Regions from separate parts of the Ovis aries genome. Here region 2 is linked to region 1. A link is a contact called in public Hi-C data. All regions are on one chromosome and are shown on one strand. The core of a region is the stretch at or near the end of the contact, and the rest is flanking DNA. Distances in the headings are between cores, read along the strand shown.

The links. Hi-C and Micro-C count contacts between places; a contact is called where the count stands out from the background.
Region 2: a Hi-C map of liver shows a contact between it and region 1, with 5 times the contacts expected there. The contact joins two enhancer-like sites. A contact is called at or near these places in 8 of 16 Hi-C or Micro-C datasets (blood, hypothalamus, liver and 3 more).

What each region holds. Positions count from the first base shown.
Region 1 is chr1:274,316,833-274,322,912 of ARS-UI_Ramb_v3.0, reverse strand. OXNAD1 (oxidoreductase NAD binding domain containing 1) reads right to left here. Exons shown (of 9, transcript XM_042238727.1): 5 at 1,899-2,005. Among named protein-coding and RNA genes, the nearest start is that of OXNAD1, 24 kb to the right of the region's middle. Within about 2 kb of position 3,067, at least 4 of the 54 cell types and tissues checked have an H3K27ac peak or open chromatin away from gene starts, as enhancers often do. A contact at or near this core is called in liver, where this site is marked.
Region 2 is chr1:274,626,326-274,632,505 of ARS-UI_Ramb_v3.0, reverse strand. No RefSeq gene overlaps it. Among named protein-coding and RNA genes, the nearest start is that of RFTN1, 41 kb to the right of the region's middle. Within about 2 kb of position 2,520, at least 5 of the 54 cell types and tissues checked have an H3K27ac peak or open chromatin away from gene starts, as enhancers often do. A contact at or near this core is called in liver, where this site is marked.

The DNA.
Region 1 (6,080 bases), core at 1,818-4,317:
GGGCCAGGGCCCAAGGCCGCAGAGCGTGCACTCTCGCACTCAGAGGCGGCTCTGTGCCTCCCCTCGGAGCCTGGCACGTGTCGGCAGGGACCACCGGTCCAGAGTCCATGGACGAGGGGTCACGGCTCCAGCAGCTCTCTCTCCGACCACCCCAACCCCGTGAGCGCACGGCAGCCCCCTCCTCTCTCCCCCCGAGTGCCACGTGGGGTGACGGGCGAGCCAACCATCTAAGAGAGCCTGCGAGCAAGCCGCCCCAGCGACAGCGCCGACGGAGCAGTGCCCACCACCTCGGTAACCACCAAGTCACACGGCCAAAGAGCTCACAGCGTCCAGAGCCGTGCGGAGAGGCGGTGTTAAGGCAGCACCTTCTCAGGAAGACGGTCGACGCCAGGGATGAGGGACCGACTCGCCTGGCAGGGAAACACGGGCCAGCTGGAGCAGACCCCGCCCCGCCACCCTCTGTCCGGCATGCACTGAGCCAGCGCCCACGCGGACGGGGCTACCAGAGCCATCCAGTGACGCGGCAGACGCGGCGCCACCCCAGGGAGTCTTCCACTGAGGCTCAGGGGGAGACCCTATTTCTGTGCATATCACTAGGAGATGATGACGTTTTCTTACTATACTCGCACGCACACCGCGGGAGCAGCAGGATAACCAAGGCACAGCTTTCTCTAATCAGGACACCGGGGTCAGAGTCGGCACCATTCCAAGCGGAAGGCACACAGATAACGGTGTGCACAGGCCACAAACGCCTCCCCGAGAGAAACGTGGAAAGGCAGATCCTTATAAATGGAGTTTGCACATTTCAACGCAATAACTGCTAAACTAGTTTTGAAGGGCAAAAACGTTGCCAACCCCCCCTCGAAACAGCCCAAATGCACTTAATATGTATCACTGAACATGTGCAAAGATTGCAGTAAATTGCTTCACAAGCGCAAATTATTGCAATCAGCATCTTGTTTTCTGGTTCTAAATTCAAAGCAAACTATTAACACAAGCCTGCTAACTCTTGCTATTATCACACATCCTCCTCCTAACAAAACCACATTTCCAGATGGACTGCCAAAATTAGTCAAGTGGCTCCTAAGAAAGACGACCAAGATTGACATGCCAGAAACTCATTTAGAAATGAAAGCTGGATTTAAATAAAGGAAACAGACACCCAAACACACCTTTCCTAAGGAAATACGGGTTGCGCTCTTTACTATCCAAATTCCACAGCCACTCAGTGAGGCCCTTCGCAGGAACACTGGGACAGCTGGGCTGCTCCCCCGTCAGCATACTGACCAGCCCTCGGCCATGAGCACGACGCAGGCTGGGTCCAATGCAGGGGGAGGGTCCTGCTAACAAATTCTGCAAAAGCTATTTCAACTCAACCCAGACAAGGCGTGAAGATTGCAGAATTCAGGAGAGAGGGTGGGCACCTCTGCGACAAGACTGGTTGCCATAACCAGTTTCAGACTTCTGCGTTTACTAGGCGTTTGACATAAAGGCTGATTTTTTAGAAATGTATCCACCCCCAGCAACACGTAAGGGAGGCAGAGAAGACGACTGCAGTGCACTCTATCGGCAGCCAGGCCTGCGGAGCAGAACCAGCTGTCAGAGTTGTCGGGTCCGGACTACGACTCACCGCTCTGCCTCCCTCTGGAAACTCAAGGCAGCAACGTTCATCTACAGCTGAGAGGCTCCGGGGCTCAGAACCAAGGTGGGCCCTGAGGCTAGGAAAGGAGTCAGGTTCTCCATGCCAGGAAGAGGCTCAGGCTAAAGGGAGACACCCTAGAATTCCTCTTCCCCGGGAGAAACAGCAGTCACAGAAGTACTTCCAAGAAGGAAAAAGCAGCTCTGGTGTCTGATGGCACCTTGACCACACATGCTAAAAAAACAGAAGAGCCACTTACCACTGGCCGGCCTTAAAAGAAAAGTCTTTATCCGCGATGAGCAGGCGGAGCCTCTTCACCGACGGGGACTCGCTGGCTACTCCACACACCTTGGCTGCCGAAACGACCTGGAACCAAAAGATGATGCTGCCTGAGGTTCCGTTCAGCTCAGCTCAGTTCAGTCACTCAGTCGTGTCCGACTCTTTGCGACCCCATGAATCGCAGCACACCAGGCCTCCCTGTCCATCACCAACTCCCGGAGTTCACTCAGACTCATGTCCATAGGGGTGCTCAACTCGGAAACAAACTGGCTTTCTAGTAACTGCATTATTTTTTTTTTACTCCACAAAGATGTGGTTTTCAAAAATTGTAAAACAAGGTAAAGCATACTTTGCTTCAGAATTCTGCCTACCACCAGATGAACAAACTTCAATTATTTGGGGAGACTTGCTATCATACTCATTGAATTTTATTCTGCGTATAGAAACTCTCTTGAGGGGACTGTTTAACAAGCGCATATTTGCTGAGTGTGCAGCGTGTGCCAGCACCGGGCTGGGCGCTCTGGAAAGAGCCCCCCCGCCCCCCCCGCCAGCCCCGTGGGCCCTGCCTGCAGCCTGACTGCTCTGGAGCAAGCACGCTAATGAGAGCCATGGTCAGCCGCAAGCCTGTGTTTGTCCTAAGCCTGCCTAAGTCCAAGTCACGCTGATTTCAGAAATGAAAAGCAAACACTTAGAAACTTTGTGTTTAGCAATTTCAAAGAGTAAACTGTGTCTCTGTTGACTCTGACAACAGACAACAAATTGGGTGTGTGCTCCCTGTGTCTCTGTTTCCTTCATTTATCTTTTCCAGTTCATTTTTATTGTATTTTACAAGATATAAACAGTTCACAACCTTCAAACAGCAACGAAAACAGCCTTTTGCTACAGGTCGCCAGAGAAGCACTGTTTTAACTGACGTGTCTGATTTTCAGAAAATCCTAAGAAGGCCTGAGTCAGGCTCTCCTCAGTTCAGTGTCACCCACGCCCCACATTCGCTCCGCGTGGTTCTACTTCCGCCGTTCCTTGTTGCTTCCTCCGCCCAGAGCTGGGACTTCTTCACAACAGCAGAGAGAAGACAGTAAGACTCCCCGCCTCCTACCGCTCTGGGCTCCACTTCTGGCAGCAAATCCCACCAGCAGCAGGCGTTCAAATACAGCCTTTCTGCCTGTGTTACCTTTTCAGCTCCACCAGGGGGCGCCCCTGGGCTCGGTCAAGGTCAGGGGGCCTCCCTTCCTAATGGGAGTTTCAGTTCAGTTGCTCCAACATGTTCGACTCTGCAACCCCATGGACCACAGCACGCCAGCCCTCCCTGTCCATCACCAACTCCCAGAGTCCACCCAAACTCATGTCCGTCGAGTTGGTGATGCCATCCAACCATCTCACCCTGTCGTCCCCTTCTCCTCCCGTCTTCAATCTTTCCCAGCATCGGGGTCTTTTCCAATGAGTCAGTTCTTCGCATCAGGTGGCCAAAGTACTGACTGGAGTTTCAGCTTCAACATCAGTCCTTCCAACGAATGTGACCTCATCCAGCCCCTTTTCTCCAGTAGGACCAAGTCTAGTCAAACGAGCAGTGGGAGACAACTCCTAAAATTCCACAGGAAAGTTCTCCAGATGCTGGTGGTCTCCCCGACCGCAAAGCACCTCTGAAAAGGTGCTGGCTTTCTCGTGCTCCTGTAAAACCCCCGCCACTGAGGACCTTTCTCAGCGTTCTGACCAGCCCTCTCTCCTGTCCCTGAGAGCAAGTCAGGTTGGCTCTGCCCTGCGGAGCCTCTGCCTGCGCCTCTGTGATCCCAGCCCCACTCACCCTGCCTGAAAGGCCGCCTCACTCAGCTCCCACCAGCCTTCCCTCACGTCCAGCCTGTGCCCCAGATCCTCCAACTCATCAGACACGATGCCCGATGCTAGCGGTCCCTCCTCAACAACTCAGCCGACAAAAGGAAGCAGCAGAGGATGGCTGTTTGCAGCCAGGGCCCCACAGCCACAGTGCAGCTGCCGCAGCCTGGCTCCACCATGGGCCAGCCGTGTGAGCCTGGGCACACGTGTGAGCCCGGCCCCTCAGCTCGGTGACAAGAACAGTGTTCGCCCCTCACAGAGCTGGCGGGAGGGGCGCCTCACGCAAAGCCTGTGTGAGCAGCACTGCTGCCCCTGAGGAAGTGCTCAGTAAGCGTCGACTGTAGCTTACTACATTAATGGTAACGAGTCCACCAGTGTGTATCTGCCATTACAGGGCAATCTTATACTCGATCCATGCACCACTGCACAGGTCACACCATTGCTGCCGCCACACAGGGCCTTGAAGGCCGAGCACCCAACGCCAGGCGGCGGTTCTCATGGGCAGCCCGGTGGCCTTGGAACCACAGTCTCCACGTTATTTTGCTTAGAATCAACTTAAAAGCCATACTGTCTTTATTTTGGAAACCCAGCCTTTAACCCAGAATCTACTGACACTCTTCTATCCAACAAAACCGTCCCTGCTCCCCGACACTCTCGGTGCCCACGGCCACCTGGCTGCTGCCCTCCTGTGACCTCCCCCAGGGCTGGGGGGCATCTTCTCCGACAACCACACTCAACGCCCCGCCTCAGTTCTCAGCCTCCCTGATCGCTCTGAATCGGACACTTCCGACTTCCTCTGCACGTCCCGAGGCCTCCTCCTTGCCTGGCACATGGGACACAGAACTCCCCCGCCCCCCTGCCTCCCTGACCTCATCCCCCTGACCCTTCTCTGCTCCTCCTCCCACTCCTGACCAGGAGCCTCACCCCTGCTCACTCTCCGCCCCCGGGCCAAGGCCCTCAAGCACTCCCAAAGCTACTGTCCCTTCACCCCGACGCGGCTTTCCTTTTCTGCCAACTGCCAGCTCACAGCTGCACTCTCCGTGATGACAGCCAGCACCTGAGGGGCACCCAGCGCAGGAGCACTCCGGGTTCTGAGGCAGACACTTAATGCACATTAATTCACGCAGCTAATACGGACAACCACATTCCACCCCAAGAGACAGGACTATTACCCTCCATTCTGCAGAAGAGCAAACAGAAAGGGTCGGTGATGTGCTCACGAGCACTTGGGCATGGCTGAGCCCAGAGTCATGCCCAGGTCTGCCCAGCCCTTGGCCGCCTGAGAGCTCTGTCCCAAAGGCAAAGTCACCGACAAGCACGACTAAACCCACCACGCTCCTTCCTTCCACAACCCTTCTGGAGCCCAGGGCCTGGCCCCAGCGGGGCTGAGGTGGAGAAGGCTGTGCCTCACTCAGGGGCCCTGCCAAAGCAGCCGCCTCCCGCAGCTGGGGCTTCCGTTCTGGGTCCACCCGGGACTCAGCATGTCAAACCCACATTGGGCACAGGCACACACAGCCTGGCTCATCCTGGAGCCCGCTCCATGAGCTCCCCTCAAGCCTTCTCCCCCGGCTCACCCACCACCACCCTGAGCCAGGAATCCCACTCTTCTCGCCTGAACTTCTGTCGTTTCCACCTGTCTATCCCACTTAGCACGTTTTATGTAAATGGAAATATTCATAAACATATCTTTTCCACACACAGACCACAAGCCTCCGGCAGGTAGGAGGGGACAGAACCGATATCTAGATCAACTCCCAACCTTGAGCTCAGGGCTAAATGCACAGTCAAGAGTCAGTAAATATTTGTAGAATGGAGCAAAACTCTAACTCAAAGTGACCTAAAACTGGTTTCTGAAACAAAGGTTAGTAGAAATTCAGGAGCTTTTTATGGTCAAAACAGAAAGAAGAAAGGAGGTGGGAGACCGTTGAAGAAAGCCTGGCCTAGTTCATATTCAAAACACAGGAGAGGGCGGGGAAGACGGGGATCTTTTCAGTGGGACAGGACTCTTCAGTAGGACAGGTTTACAAAAGAGAAACATTTGTTTTCATTATTTTCTTTCAGTATAATAATCTGTGAAAACAGCCAAGAGCTCGATTATTTCACCTGTAACAGTTTAAAGGGCTTCTGTCAGATTCATTAAAATCTAGGTAAGTGCAAGCTTTAAACACATCCTAAAGAGTCACCTGGTGGCAGGGGAGTGACATTCATGTCATGGGCCGGGAGGGGTGGGGGGTGGCGTGGAGGCGCAGAGAACCTGAGCTGAAACACAAGCTTGCTCAGTCAGCAAACGCCAGACCATCTAAAATACCATCAACAACAGTTTGTTTGCCAA
Region 2 (6,180 bases), core at 1,271-3,770, 310 kb before region 1:
TTCTTTGATTTCTTCTTCTTTAAGAAATGAGGAAGACCTTCCTAGAAGTTTTTCTGGCTGACTTTCTGTTGGCCAGAATTATGTCAAGTGCCCTGTCTTCAACCAGTCACTGACAAGGTGTACAGAACTACAGTCTGGGACAGGGACGAATCAAGACTTGCATCTTGACACCCCCATTGGGCCACCCTCCCAGAACCTGTTGCTGCTCCATTCCTGAACAGAATCAGTTTTCCTGGGTTTGTTTTTCAATATTGACCATTTTTAAAGTCTTTACTGAATTTGTTATAATGCTGGCTCTTTTTATCTTTTGGTGTTTTTGTCACAAGGCATATGGGATCTTAGCTCCCCAACCAGGGATCAACTTAGATCCCACACCCCCTGCATTGGAAGGCAAAGTCATAACCACTGGACCACCAGGTAAGTCCCTATCTGTTAACCAAGGGCTAGGGCATGGCTACTGGGTTGGTGACCAACAGCTTCTGCAGAATTCCCATTAGCCTCTGTGAAGCTCAAGGTCAGTGATATCTCCCCTTTCCCTGGTGATTCCATGCCCTTAAGATTTCTCCTAAGCCTTCTCTTTGATTCCTTCTAGGACACGCTGCAGCATAGACAGGAGATTTTGAAATTCTGTTGCATAGCTATTTGCAAAACCCCGTCTGCCAACTTCTCTCCTGCCTCTGTTTCCCTCTGCGGATCACACGGGCACACGTGACTGTAGCCTGACCTTGGCGTGTTCACCGTGATTACAGATTTAAACTGTAAGCCCCAACACTCATAAAATCCTAGTCTCCCTATATAAAAATTCCCCAAAGTGGTGCTTAATTTCACATGCTTGCCAAATCCTAAATCCCGAAGAAAAAGCTGCTTTACCTTTGTGCTGAAACTGTAGTTCAACAAAGCTCTTGACTTTGGGGACACACACTGGTGTCCTGGGCAGCACCTTATAGCGGTGATTCATGTTAGGGCTCTCCCTGATATTTTAGTGTCATTGAACTGTCCTGGCTAAAGAGAAGCGGGCGCAGGTTTCTACCAAAGTGTCTCAGGCAGGCTCTCCAAGTGACCAGAGAGAGGGCATCTCGGGACAAATCCTTTTACTCCATGTTCAGACGGGGGGTGTACTGCCTGGGACCTTGTGAATTTTCCTTTTCCTTCCATCTTTCTACACCCTGCCCCCAAGCCCATTTTAACGTATTTCTGGTAATGAAAACAAAACCACACACACTTCACCTTCTAAAAGGCAGATGAAAGCCATTCACTTCAGAATCTGAGACACATATCTGTAAGGGCCTGATCACTGAATCGGGAGGAGAAGGGGACGGCAGAGGATAAGATGGCTGGACAGCATCACTGACTCAATGGGCATGAGTTTGAGCAAGCTCCGGGAGTTGGTGATGGACAGGGAGGCCTGGCGTGCTGCAGTCCACGGGGTCGCAAAGAGCCAGACACGACTGAGCGACTGAACTGAACGGAGATGGCCACTGAATCTACACGGTGATCGCCCTGCAATGACTCTGGAACGTCTGTGAGGTGACTGCGGCTTCACAAAAAGCCAGCTTTGGTCAGAAAGCTTGTGGGAGTGAGTTTCTTGTTAGAGAAAGGTAGGGAGTTTCCCAGCACACGAAGGATTCAAGCAGAGGGTAGTTGACCTTGTGTCTAGCATTCCTGATTTCAGAGAGGCTGAAGGTAAAGAATTTAAGATCTCTTCCAAAGGATTCTAAGATGAGTCAGAAAAGACTCTTTATTCACATGATGTTTTACAAATCATAAAACCGTTAGACGCAGATTTTATCTCACTTCACCTTCAAAACAATTCTCGGGGGGATGGGTTTAACACTTTCATTTTAGAGATGGAGAAAGGTTTAGATGGAAGTGAAGGGATTTCTCCAGACTCACATCTTTGGAAAGTGCATGGTCTTAGGACACTGAGGTCAGAAACAGGGGCACATTCATGACGAGAGGTCAGCCTGAAGCCGGCCCTTTAGTGAGGCACCAGCTCTGTGGCCCAGAGAAACATCTGTCCTGGCCATCCCTCCCTCCCCCATCTCAGGCTGGGCCTGGGCAAAGCTGTGTGACCTCAGGGCCCCTTATGGACGCTCGGTTACTAGAGCTCAGCGCTTCCTGTCTCCGCAGAGGTAGGGTGTGCGAAGCCCGTGGTTTAAACCTGCTCCATGCTTCAGCCTATTCCTGGAGTATTTCCTCTTTAAAAGGACTGCGGGCAGAGGCGCCCTAAGAAGGGGACTGTCAGGTGGGCATTTGGCCTGGAAGCAGGGGCTGTTTCTGTTAGGGGGTCCTTCCAGCCTCACCACCCTGGCCGCCCCCCCAGTCTGGGCCGTGAGAGCTCGGAGGACAATGCCTCGGCCCCGGGGTGGGGTGGGGAGAATGCTGGGGCGGGGGACAGGACGTCCGCTTCCAGCCCTCAGCCCCCGGCCTGCTAACGCTGCTGCGGGGACGGGCCCCTCGTGCGAGGGCCTGGGAAGCAGGCTTTCTTCCACGCTGGCCGTCCTATCAGATTTTGCCCTATTCTGGTAATTCAATGGGAAATGAATCCGCCCAGGAGTCTGGGCTGGCCTCCGAAAGGAAGGTAAACATAACAAAGAGAAAGTCGTTGCCAATTGGAGAGACCATGCGTTCAGGAATAAACAGGAATACAGCCCAGCGGGAAAGCGGGCGTCTCACCACACCTGCAATCCAAACAGGCAGGGGTCCAGCCACAAACGGGCTTCGTTTCTGCTTTCGTTTCTGCTTTCATTCAGGCTGGTCAGTGGGGATGAAGGAGGGGGAAAAGAAGGGTAAACAGATGGTTTCAAAGATAACAGCGCCAGAGTACGCACATATATTTATTTTATATAAGTTTATATTTTCATTTGATATAATTTACACATGTGTATTTACTTCCAGTCTTGTTAGCTCCTAATGCACCAGGAAGTAGTTCCATTTTCAAAGAATCTGCAAAGAATATTTTCCCTCTGAGTAGATATCTTTGACAGAGTACGAGCTCTGGGTCTGTTGGCGGTAGGTTTTCTGACTCCGAGGGCCTGAGGAAAGTTCAGAGAGAGCTTGAGTGACTTGCCCAGGGATGCACGGCTTGGGAGTGAGAAGGAAGACTCTCACTCATTCTCCTGACCCGCCGACAGGGGTTTTTCTGTGCGTCCGGATAAGGCAAGGCGTGAAGGGGCTCGGCACCCCGCTGCACAGCAGGGTAGATACATCGATAGGAACTTTTGTGATTGTTTCACCCCGAGGACATCCTCCTGCCCAGACTGCCCTGGGGGCACCTGCTGGCTCAGAGGAGGGATGCTCGGAAATAAAAGTAGGCACAGACGTTTTCTGTCTCCCACACCAGGGCGTTAGGGATGTTGGAGCTTAAAAAGCAGAGCTCTCTGGGACTTCCTGGCAGTCCAGTGGTTAACACTCCATGCTTCCATGCAGCGGGTGTGGGCACCATCCCTGGCAGGAAACTGAACTGGAGCACCAAAGAATGAAAGCTCTAAGTTTATGCCAGAAACAAGAAGCTTGGAAGGATAACTGAGATTGCAGAGATCGGGGAAGAGAGAGGCTTGCTCATGCTTCTTCTGTTCAGTCATGTTTTACTCTTTGTAAGTAAGACTGGAGTGTAGCCTGGAGCCTCCCAGGCTCCTCTGTCCATGAGTAAGACTGGAGTGTAGTCTGGAGCCCCCCAGGCTCCTCTGTCCATGGGATTCTCCAGGCAAGTATACTGGAATGGGTTGCCATTTCCTCCTCTTCTGATCCAGGGATCGAACCTGCATCTCTTGCAGGCAGATTCTTTACCCTCTGAGCCATCGGGGAAAACAAAGAGAAGGGCTTAGGGTCCAGGAGAGTCTGGGTGTTCATACATCTCACTGAGAAAGGCGGCTTGGCACATATATTTCACATGTACCCAAGGGGCATGGGGGGACCACAAACCTCACAGCAGCCTTGGAGACAGAGCAAGGAGGTGGAGCTCTGCATGGACCAGGGACGGACAGCCTAGGACAGCGAGGACCTCTCAGGGCCCCAGCAGAGTGCACGCTGACCAGGGAACAGGCGACCCCTGCCTATGGTCCCCACAGTTCCCCACATGCTCTGTTACCGTGTGAGCCCTGGAGTGTAGAAACAGCCCCAGGAACCGAATTACACTAGAACCATACACAATCACGGTTATTTTTGTTGTTGTTGTTTAGAAATGATCAAACAGCTGTAATTTCATGTTGTTCAGTGTGATATCATAGGAACCCCAGAAATGGCTGCAATTTTGTTTCCATCACCTAGTGCCGGGTGGGGATTGAAACAGAAATCAAATTCAGTCACAGCCAAACAAAGACTTGGACTTGCACCCCCTCCTACCCCCTCTTGCTTGGGGGCTGCACTGCTCACACCAACACCAAGCAGTTCTTGGGATGCCGAGTGGTTCCGATCTCCCCCAGGAGAGCCCGGGATGTCTCTCCAAGACATTTGGCTCTAATTAGAGTGGTTCTCCTCCACAACCTGCCATTCCCGCCGTGTACATTGTTTCCTGTTTTGGACGGAACACTTGCCAAGCAGAGAGGACTCATTCTCCCCTTATAATTCAGTCCAGCTGACAGTCTTCTCTGTGCCACACAGGAGGACAGGGTTGGAGGATGCAGGTCATTTTAGAGCGCAAGCAGACCCCTAGAAATCGCCACCGTGGATTTGTGAACGGGGTCAGTTTTGCTGTGGAGGAACGGCAGCAAGGACAGTGCCGGGAAATTCATCGGCACTCACGCCTGGTGTGACCCTTAGGATGAAGTGTAATGTGAGGCGTCTGGAAGCGATTGCCAGGGAGGTTGGAGGATGTTGCCCCCCAGGAGAAGCCGTGTCTAGGTGCAGCGCGTGACTCATGCGGCCAGAGGGCCAAGGACAAGTCGCTAAGGCAGTGGTTCTCAAATTGGTGCCCCAGTGCATGTGTGGCGGTGCCGCAGGAGAGTCTGGATTTCTAAGGGAGGTGTGTGAACTTCTCAGACTTCCCTGGTGGCTCAGACGGTCAAGCATCTGCCTGCAATGTGGGAGACTCAGGTTTGATCCCTGGGTTGGGAAGATCTTCTGGAGAAGGAAATGGCAACCCACTCCAGTACTCTTGCCTGGAAAATCCCATAGACAGAGGAGCCTGGCAGGCTACAGTCCACGGAGTCGCAAAGAGCTGGACACAACTGAGCGACTTCACTCACTTTCACTCACTCTCAGATATTGAATAAAATTTCTAGCTCAGGATAGCATGTGTCTCAACTTTAGATTATGACCTCGTGTCTTTGTGAAGCTGGGTTTCAGATCATGACTTTGTGAAAATTAATGTGGATTAGGAAATGACAATGTTTGTATCCAATCTGAGTCCAGGGTCTGAGAAATCATCCAGTGCCCAACAGGCTCACATAGCCCATGATTAAGAAACTGCGGTGTTTTAAAATGAAATTAAAATATTATTGCTTATTTTGATGTATTTGTATTATTTTTTCAAGTCGCTACTAAGTTGTTGAGAGACATAATTATTAAATTATTTGAAACTAACTGATTAATAAACAAATTATAGATTATTTCTTTTGACCTATAGGTGTGGTGAGAAATTCCTGAGATGGTACAGGAGCTGTGGACCAGGAAAACTGGGGCATCTCTGCTCTAGAAGCTGGGCAAGCTCAAATGAACCTGGGTCCCTGGATGAACCGCCCTGCATTGACCTCTACCTTAGATGGTCATACGAGAGAAAAACAAACTCTATTTTGTTTGAGTCATTGTGCTTGGGAGCTCTTTGTTATAGCAGCTCAGCCTGTTTCCTTGCTGACACATCAGGGCTCAGTAAGTGTTTGCTGGTGAATAGACTTGGCATTGATTTCCTCTATAGTTTCATATTTTGGATGTGCTTGCGGAACAGTAATAAGAAGTGAATTACGAATGTGTGTGTAAATATATGCAAGAATAGGGGCCATGGGAACTATAAAAGAAAGAAGATGGGACAATCACTGGTCATTTGACTTGGGATAAGTTCCTTGAAAGTCAGGTTCTTCCTCTGTGAAATGGAATAATTTATATACCTTGTATCCCTTGTGGAGGTAGAAACTGGATAAGGTAATAATCATGAAAATATTTTGAGGAGTGTCATACAAATGAAGTAGCCTTCATTATTGTAACATTTATGAAAATACTAATGACTCAAGGGCTATTTTAAAA